Linked DNA regions of Mus musculus: region 2 is linked to region 1. A link is a contact called in public HiChIP or PLAC-seq data. All regions are on one chromosome and are shown on one strand. Each heading gives the region's core, a stretch centred on a gene start, on an enhancer-like site or on the middle of the called end of the contact. The rest is flanking DNA. Distances are from core to core; before and after follow the strand shown.

Region 1 (4,555 bases), core at 745-3,244:
CAAAACAAAAGGACATCGCTACACCCCGCTGTCCCCGAATAACCGCCGGTCTTGCGTTCTCTGTGCCTTACAAAAGTGTTAGATAATGTATAATAAATACAGATTTGGGCCTGTAAAGCACTCCAATAAGATGTTACTTTGTTGCCCGTTGCTATGTATAGTTCCTTACAAGATTTAATTTGAAAACCAAGTTTAGTTGACGAGAAAAGTGGAACCTGTCTCAAGGAGTCCTGCCTCTCAGTTTGGGGACACAGAGCTGTCACTTGGAGCTCAGTGCCAGTGTGTTAGCAACCCGCATTCTCTGTATTGTGTGTATCATACTGCAGAGAGGGCGTCTTAGACTCCTATGTGTGACATTTGGAACAATTCCAGTTGTGTGCTTACCTGCAGTGTAAGGATAGTTAAGATAACACGGGTAGGGAAGCTGCCCTGCCCAGTGAAGGAAGTGATTCATTGACAGCCATGCTTGGGGAAACGCAACTCAGGATTGCATCAGCCAGCATTTGAAAACAACGGGTCCCAGGAAATTGTTTGGAAATCCATCCTGGCACTTTCCCTTATTGGTCTAACTACTGGCTGGGTTAATGCAAGCAGCTGCCGCTGGTGCTGTGCGTTGCTGGTTATGTACTCTGGTAGCTCTGGAAGGGGTGTGGGAGGCTCTCTCATTTGCTCACTGAGGGAAATGAGGCCCACAGAGGACCTGGGGTTTGCTCAGTGTTGCGTAAGCAGAAGGTGGTGGAACCAGGAGTTCCTAAATTATCCAGTTCTGCCAAGGTAGCATGAGGGCATGGGTTGTAATCGGATCTCTTAGAAACTTGCTTTTCTGACTTGGGGAATGGACTCCATACTCTGCGGTAACGTTGTAAATATGACACGAAACCCTGTGAGCGCATGCATGTAAAACATCGCAGGCAGTATTTTCACATACACAGAACACTGCATTTATGAATCACGTCTGTATTATGTATCGCCTTCTACTCTTCCCTCCTACCATCTTGTCGACAGGCATAGGCTTAACTTACACTTCTAGACATCCACCCCAAATCTTTTACCTACATTGTAGCAAATTACAGCACGGTTTATGAAATCCCCGACCTAATGGTTTCTCTGGGGACTAACTTAGAGCAAATTTCCTCCAGTATTTTCATTGTTAGCCTCTTCGTCCATTTTGCAAAGGCCAAGAGCATTTCCAGGTGATCAAGATGAAGCTACGGTTTGTTGAATCGTACCGTTGGATGGTGTCCGGACGGAGCTGTAATACATGAGCCAGATGACATATCAGAAGAGGCCATAAACATGGGGCCGAAGCAGAATCACAAAAATGCACTTATCTGCCAACGCATTGGTGTAAGCAGTTACACAGCTGGTCAGGAATTTCCTGCCGTGCCATTTCCCCTCCCCCCTATGGAACTTTTCAATGGCTTGAAATGGGCGCCCGCACCTCTTCCTCGGGCCTGGCGCCTGGCTGTTATCAGCTCCATTCAGCTATTCCTCCCTATAAGGTTTGGAGTGCTCCTGACACTTGTGAATGGGTGTGCCCAGGAATGTGTGTCTGTGTCTGTGTCACCGAAGACCCGGTGTCATCTTCCCCTTCTCTCACACAGGAGTGCTGTGAGTGACTTTTCTAACACGTATTAGTTCTTTAGACGTCTAGGAAAACAGTTTCATAAGATCAGAAGCCATGCGTGTTTTACCAGAAATAATCTCCTAAAACACTGATATGTCAAGTAGCGGTGAAGAAACTTCCAGGGAGCCGAGGAAGGGAATTGGAGTATTTTTCTTGTCTTTTTAATTTTTTTAAAGACTTATTTACGTGGGTGAGTGTTTTGTCTGTGCATGAAGTGTACATCAAGTGCCCTCAGAGGTCAGAATAAGGCATTGTTTTCCCTGGGACTGGAGTTACAGATGACTGCAAGCCACTCTGTGCTCTTAACTGCTGAGCCATCTCACCAGCCGCTAATCTGAGTATTTCTAGTTAGAACTGTGAGGCAAAGTGAAACAGGATGCTGCAGAGGGTGCCATGAAGCTTGGCTGCCCACAGGGTCCAGGGCAGCCCCACAGCCAACTCAATGAGCTGGTGGAGCACTGGGGGATTCAGTTCTGTTTTCTTCAGCTCAAGAAATGGGAGCGCTGGCCAGTGCTCTTCATCTCTGACTTATTTTGCGAAGTCAAATGAAACACCCTGAAAATCTTCATTTAGATACACAGAGGAAAACTCCCACAGCCCTGTTTTAGCCCACAGACATGCAAATTAACCTATTTTAGCAAATTAACCTATTTTAGCGTGTGTTCCGATCGTGAACAGGAAGTAGCATAGAGAGGGAAATTTGATGGTTTTTAGCTTTCCATGGAGAGACTAGGCCCTTTTGTTTGTTTGTTTTTTTTAAATTAGATTCAGTAATAGCAGATATTTAGGAATTATCAGTTTCCTAAATATAATCTAATGTAAACCCCCTTTTTTATTATCAATTTCATAACAATCTACAAGGACAGGGAGAATATCACTATCTTTTTAAACTCTCTTGGCAGCCCCTTTATGCAGCTGTCAGGTGAGCTTTATCAGGTGTGTTAACTCACTAGGATTACAATTTCTGACAAACTGCACAGGCAAGTGCCTCTGGTGTGGCAGGTTATTCCTTTAATCCCAGCACTACAGAGGCAGAGGCGGGCAGATCTCTGAGAGCTTCAGGCTAGCCTGGTCTACATAGGGATTCCAGGACAGCCAGGGCTACACAGTGAGACCTGTGGGGAAAACATAAAAGAGAACATGCCATTACTACTCTCTTGACCTTACAGTGGAGCTAATGTCTAGAAATGCAAACACAAGTTCATAGAGATTTTACTGGGCAACTGGACGAGGGGTAAACCAGGAATGTGTGTCTTGGAAGGAGCAGGAAGAATAGCCATGACTTCTTCAGGTGATGGCCTATTTTGTAAGACTGGAAACTCGGCGACAAATGTGTTTAGAAGCAGAAGGGAAATTTACTTTGAAAACATTAGCTGCTCAGTAAGTAGGCATGTTGAAAATGAAAACATCAGCAGCAAAAGCTTTTGTAACTACAATTGCTATTATTTATTTTTGTTTTTTACAATACTGGGGTTTGAACCAGGATCTTGTAGGTGCCAGGCAAGTGTTTATCAGCTGAGTTATAGCCTCAGCCTTCAAAATTATAATTTATAGGAAAACAGAATTTCATTGTTATAAGAACAGACTGCATAAAGGCAAAAGCCATTCTTAGACAAAGCTCGTAGAATAGTGTTTAGTAAAGACAGCAGATAGAAACAGACATGTGTCAATAAGTCGATAACAAAGTAATTATAAATAATCATATTATAAAATACATAGGTCCTTAGTAAGGAATTAGCTGAAACATACTGACGACATGAGAGAAGACTTGAATGTATGACTGGCTTGGTTTTTTTTTTTTTTTTTTCTTTCTAATTTTCAAAACAGGGTCTTCATGATGTAGCTCTGGCTGTCCTGAAACTCACTCTGTAGACCAAGATGGCCTGGAAGTCACAGAGATCTGCCTGCCACTGCCTCCCAAGTACTAGGATTAATGACTTTCACCACTACCTAGGTCTGATCAGAATGGCTTTTATTTGGGAGTATTTGATACTGTAACAGCTTGCATTCTTTCTAGAAGAATCTAATTGGTTAACGTTAGTGGAATTAAAAATTCAATAGATATTGTTTTACACTTGTGAAATTAATTGCTTAGTGGAAGACTGCCTGTGCAAAGGAAGCCAGTGGAAGTCCAGAAAGAGGAACAGTGGCTGAATATAGGTTTGCCTTTCCTAAATAGTCGCTAATTCACCAAATGTGTTGAGTCTTTCCTACGCATGTGGCAGCATTTTATAACCAGTGATACAAAAATCAATCAAATAGAGCCAGATTTGGTTTCTCGTGGAACTTAAACTTGGAGATACAAACAGTATGCCAATAAACATGAAAATATGCAAGGTAAATGGTGGTGACATGAAGGAGAAGGAAGCGAAGAAGGGGCCAGACCAGGGAGTTAGGGGCGAAGGTGGGTGTGGGTATGAAACTATTAATACTAACTGTCAACAGGGTGTCTGGAGAACTCTAGGAGTAAGAGTCAGTGAGTTGTGAAGTTATCTGGGATAGTAAAAGCTGCGTTAGACTGAGGGTGCAGCCAGCAATCATGCTTGCTGAGCAGTCTGAAGTCGTGGGTTCAATCCCATGCACTTGAGAAAACAAGTAAAAAAAACCTCGATATGCTAGTTACACAATGCGACCTTAGCTCCAAAGAGACACTGGGAAATGGAAGCAATATGGAGTTCAAAGCCGGCCAAATATATGTGAAGAGTCAGAATGTCATAAACTGGCTAAGAAAATTAACTGCTCTTTAATGGTGCTGGGATAAATTGCTAGCCATTCGATTGGGGAGTGTGTGTGTGGGGAGAGTTTCACACAAATCAAACTTACCAATGGATATAAAGAGCCTCTTGATAAGAAATATGCACTAAACTGTCAGAATATTAATTAAAAACCCACCCGTTCATCCCTTGAGTATAGAAAGAATGTGAACAA
Region 2 (5,218 bases), core at 2,324-4,823, 360 kb after region 1:
TGACAGCATGAGAAGGTCAGAATTGTATTTTAGTTCAGTTTCATTGTTGATTTGACACAGCCTAGTCATCTGAAAGCAAAGTCTCCATTGACGAGCTGCCTAGATCAAAGGCCCTTGGGTGTGTCAGTGGGATTTGTCTTGATTGCTAATCATGGCAGGAGGACCTAGCCCACAATGGGTGCTATCATATCTAAACACACGGTCTTGGGCTGTATAACAAAGTTAACTAAACATGGCCAAGCGTGGCCAATCAAGCCAGCACACAGTAGCTTCCATGGCTTCTGCTTAAGTTGCTGCTCTGACGATGCTCAGTGATGGACTGTGACCCAGAAGGTCTATGGCCTACTGGAAAAGGGAGCAAGGATAAGAAGAGACCCAGCAACAGTCTTGGTCCAAGAAGGTCCAAGAATCAAATAAGCCCTTTCCTTCCCTAAGCTGCTTTGGTCAGTGTTTGATCAGAGCAACGGAATGGAACCAGAGCCAACGGTTTCTCAACTAACAGAGAATGAGAGCCAGATCAAATTATGCAAAACTCGGAAGTAACTAGTGTTGTTTGTGATGAGTTTCATCTACTTGCCGTAGAAGAGAGGCTGTAGGAACAAGCGTAGTGTTCCATTGGTCGGAGTCTCGGCGATGAGCTTGCGTTGTGCAGGGGCTACTCTTTAGACTTGGCACCAACGCAAGGATGCGTCTGTTTAGTTCGTGCATTGAATGGGCATTTGAAATGATAATTCTTCAATTGTTGCTCACGGTGCAGCATAGAACACTGTGCTAGATTATACTCTCTTAATGCCTTCCAGCTTTGGTGAACTTCACCAACATCAGTGTATTGTACAACAGATCCAAAGTCAGGGAGGCTTCCTGGTGATTTTAGATGTGGTTTCTGACCTATCTGGGCTTGGTTCCCTCATCTCTAAGACAGGGAAAATATTTCTCATTAAGGAGTTAGAGAAACAATTGATGAGCTAATTATAACATGTTTTGCCCGAAGACTGGCCACACAGGGCTGGATAATAAAGGCCGCTCTGTAATTGCAGATGCTTCTGAAAGCTGATCAGTGTGGTAATTTGCAAGTTAACATTTTAGTTTGGCTTTGTTTTCTTTCCTTGCAGGGTTGTGTTGTGAGGAGGCTGCCTATGAGGTGGACATTTTGATAGGAAGAAGGGATTGGCACGAATCCCACCACACACAGTGCTTCAAGCTCAGAGATGTCAGCGTTGGGCAGCACATGGAAGGGGGACCACAGAAATGCAGCAAAACCCAGAAAGGATTTATGGGGCGGGAAGAACCCTGAAGATGGCTTAGCCTTTCCAGTGTCTTTCCAGAAACTCAAAATCATTCTGTTTGTGAGAAATCAACGAAGAATGGCAGGGTAGATATAGATAGAGTAAGGCTAAGGGCAAGCTAAAGGCAGGCTAAGGGCACTAGGAATTTGGAAGGAGTGGGAAGCCATGAAGATGTTTTAAAGAGGGAAACAATGGTACCTTGACTTGTATTTTACAGGCTACCCTGGGAATGTGTGGGCCATCACTTTCATCTATCCTTTGTCGCACTTCTGCTTGAGTTACTAGGTATCATTTTTCTACAAAGGAGAACCATCAATAAATTGAATATCATCAGAATGAAAGCCACAGACTAGGAGGAAACATTTGTAAGCCCCAGATCCAACAGATTAGTGTTAAGGATCTATGGTGAAATTTCAAAAGGTAGACTAAAGCCATTGACAAAATAATCAAATTAGAACTGGCCAGAAGGGCCAGGGATACAATGCAGAAGTGGTAGGCCCAGGGTGACCTAGTCCCACCTCACTCCCATAGTTGTAACTATTGTAAATATTATAACTATTGTAACAATAGTTACTACTTGCTGCTACACCACCTCACTCCCATAGTTGTAACATTGTAAATATTATAACTATTGTAACAATAGTTACTACTTGCTGCTACACCACTTCACTCCCATAGTTGTAACATTGTTTACTACTCGCTGCTACACCAGGCTCTGGCTCCCGCCCTGGGGATCTGCACTTAGGTCGCCATGCTGCTGCAGGGGGCACTTTACCCTCTGAGTTCACCATCTCCCTATCCCACTGTGCAACGTTTTCCAGATGACAAAGTTTTTAGAACTGGAAAGCAGGTTAGCAGTCAGTGCTGCTGGTGCAGATGAGAAGAGGGTGGCCCTGGGAGAGGGAAGATGGGTGACTCTGTAAAGGACAAATTGAAGGATCTGTATAGTGTGGGGACCTGGCTGGTGCTGTGGACACGGAGATGCCTGGGTGATAAGACTGTATAGGGCTAGGAACTTACACACCCTGGGTAAGGTAGACACAGACTCCGCCTCTGCTATTTCTCTGCTCTTTCTTATTGTTGCTGTGATCTAAGATGGTTCAGTTGTTGTTGTTGTTGTTGTTGTGTGTGTGTGTTTGGGGGGGAGGTGTCTCTCTGTTGTGTGAGCATAGGCCTGAAGCAATGGTTCCTGCATTTTATTACTGGGGCCTTCTGGGGGCTCCATTAGCAGCCTCCTGCTGGAGCCTCAGTGGGGCCTGAGAGTCACAGCTCATCAGGTCCTAAGATGCTGCTGCTGATTAGCCTAGGAGCCATTGAGAAGCTCTAAATCAGGGCCTCATTCCAGGGCGCCTAGGTTTGTGTCTGTTTTTCTTACAAAGCCCTGGGTGTCTTTGCTGGCAAAGCCAAGTCTTTGAAGAATGTTACCCTTTGTTTAGGCACCACAGAGGTGAGGGTAAGGAACATAGGCCTCCAGCTCCATCCTGGAAATGAATGATAGGGGTGTCCTCAGGGTGGGGCCCCAGCCACCTATTTCTCAACGGGCACATCATACTTAAAGCTTTATGAAGCTTCATCCCATGCATGTTGAAGTTTGAGGATGAGTGGATCAGAGGGAGAGAACAGGAGAGGATGTGAGGGAGACAGGATGTTTGTATTCTCTGTCAGCAGACAGAAGGGCCCTCCCAGGTGTATTTCAATTAGCAACAGGATGTGGCAAAGGGAAGGCTGAAGTGTAGCTTCTGTGAGGGAGTGGTCATTAGCCTTGATCAAGGACCTCACCTGCAAACTCAGATGGCCAGATCTGTTAGCTCCTACACAGCAGGGCTGCCCTGATTAACCAAAGGATCCATCAGAAAGCACACAAGGAAGAAAGCCCATGATTGGCATTAAGGGACGGTCAGTGGGATTGAGCAGTACCTATTGTATGTTCATAAATGACCCAACACCGTGGTCCAGGGAGGAATTCAGACAAGAAAGCCACGTTCCTGGCTTTCAAGAGTCTCTGACCTAGGCCCAGAGCGGAAGCCATCTTTTGAGCAGTTCCCTCGCACACGGAACTCTCCTGCTCCATAACTGACGTTGAGTTGCCTGTTGAAGTCCACTCTGTTCTTGTGAGGGTTCGGGAATGCGAGAGCAGTGTTTGGTTTCTTGGCCTTCTCCTATTCCTAGCTATGATGTGAGATGGGGCTGTCAACAGTGAGAGAAGCAGTAAGCTCAGGGTGTGCACACAAGTGTGTTTAGTACCAACCACAGGCAGACAGCACATCGCTGCTGCTCTATTTATGGGACAGGGTGAGGATTGGCAGGGGACCAGCCCAAGCCTGGCTTGTCCCTGCAGCTACTCAAGTTCATGTAAAACCAGAAGACATCTACTTATTTGTTCTGCCCACAAATCTGCCAGTAAAATACATAACCAGTGTAATATATTTCAACACAAAATTATACCGTGTTCAACACATTAATGGGAGATTGACAAACCTCAAAATTTTTTCTCTTTGTTGATAGTTTTTCGAGATCTGAAGTTTCTCACCAACTTCTGACCTTGTAAAGAGATACTTCAAACATAGGGATGAACCTGGGTGTCGGGATAGAGTAGTCTTCGGTTTGACCTTCCAAATGCCACCATTTTTCTATTTGGTGAAGTTGCCTAAATGTATTAAGCCTCAGTCTTCCTATAGGCAATGTGGGTTAAAGTGCCTGCCTGAAGTGGGCAATTTAAGAAGGGACAATGACAAGCGTGACAGGCCTGGCATGCATGGGAACACAAACCAGTTCCTTTCTCTCCACACTGCAGATGAGTTCTCTGTCTCAGCACAGTGTGCCTGAAAGTCGTGATCCACCGCAGTCCCTCTGCTTTCTTGCAGTCTCTTTTCTCGTTGCTTCCGACAGCATAAAGTTAGCCCTTAGGAGGCTGAGTCAGCTCGACCCTGGTTGCCAAAAGCTCTTAGGCGCCTTTTATGGTCTGAAAAATGATACTTGCGCCTGGAAAGCATCCAAGTCACCAAGACACTCGAGCTCATGTCTGGCAGCTCTGTAGATAACAGAAAACAAAACGTGAAGGAGAACAAAATTATTGTCATCTGCCTCAGAGGACACAACAAAAGTTCTGACTACTTTGATCAGTAGGACCCGAGTCTTCTGGAATATAGAGTTAGAATAAGAAGATAAACTAGGGTCCTGATTGCTCATGGCCACCATAAAGATAAAACCGTGGGCTGGGGATGAGGTCTGGAGGAGGCCGTGCCACACAAGCCTGCGGATCTGAATTTGGATTGCCAGAAACTATAGGGAAAAAAACAAAACCAGCCATGGCAGCCTATGCTCGTAATACCAGCATTTGTGGAGACAGGCGAATCTATGACACCCATTGGACAGCCTGCACAGCCAAATGCATGTGCTTAGGACTCCGTGAGAGACCTTCTCTCAAAAAGTCAAGGTGAAGACTCCCCATGCTGAGTTCTAGGCTCATATGCCTGTGTACCCATGTACATGCCTGTCTGTGTGCACAGTCATACTAACACACACACACACACACACACACACACACACACACACACACCAGGAGTCAGCAACATGGTTCAAAGAGTAAAAGTGCTTCCTGACATGCAAGCCCCTATGACCTGAGTTCAATCCCTAGGATGTAAATAGTGGGAAAAGATAACCAGCTCCCACCAGTTATCCTCTGACGCCCACGCACATGCCCCACATACATACACATACAAAATAAACAAATAAAATGTTAGAATTGATATAAAAAAAAACCCAGAGTTTCCAATTTCAATGAAAACAGAGCAATCAATAAATAAGAAAAGACTTGCTGCTGGATATAGTTTCCCATGTAATAATTTAATTTTTGCATGGGAATTATAATTAAATTATGAGTTTGCTGAATATGAATTGGACAACCAGACAAAATGATTCCAGGAATTGAC

The links. HiChIP or PLAC-seq counts read pairs in DNA pulled down with a chosen protein or histone mark.
Region 2: an H3K27ac HiChIP or PLAC-seq map of heart atrium shows a contact between it and region 1, with 5 read pairs. The contact joins two enhancer-like sites. A contact is called at or near these places in 1 of 484 Hi-C or Micro-C datasets (embryonic stem cells) and 1 of 115 datasets of contacts at active chromatin or transcription factors (heart atrium).

The regions. Positions count from the first base shown.
Region 1 is chr15:96,742,922-96,747,476 of GRCm38.p6, forward strand. No RefSeq gene overlaps it. Among named protein-coding and RNA genes, the nearest start is that of Slc38a2, 45 kb to the left of the region's middle. Within about 2 kb of position 1,995, at least 138 of the 459 cell types and tissues checked have an H3K27ac peak or open chromatin away from gene starts, as enhancers often do. A contact at or near this core is called in heart atrium, where this site is marked.
Region 2 is chr15:97,098,823-97,104,040 of GRCm38.p6, forward strand. All of the region lies in intron 3 of Gm32840 (a long non-coding RNA gene), which reads left to right. Gm32733 (a long non-coding RNA gene) reads right to left here. Exons shown (of 4, transcript XR_384402.2): 4 at 3,703-4,317. Among named protein-coding and RNA genes, the nearest start is that of Gm32733, 6.3 kb to the right of the region's middle. Within about 2 kb of position 3,574, at least 58 of the 459 cell types and tissues checked have an H3K27ac peak or open chromatin away from gene starts, as enhancers often do. A contact at or near this core is called in heart atrium, where this site is marked.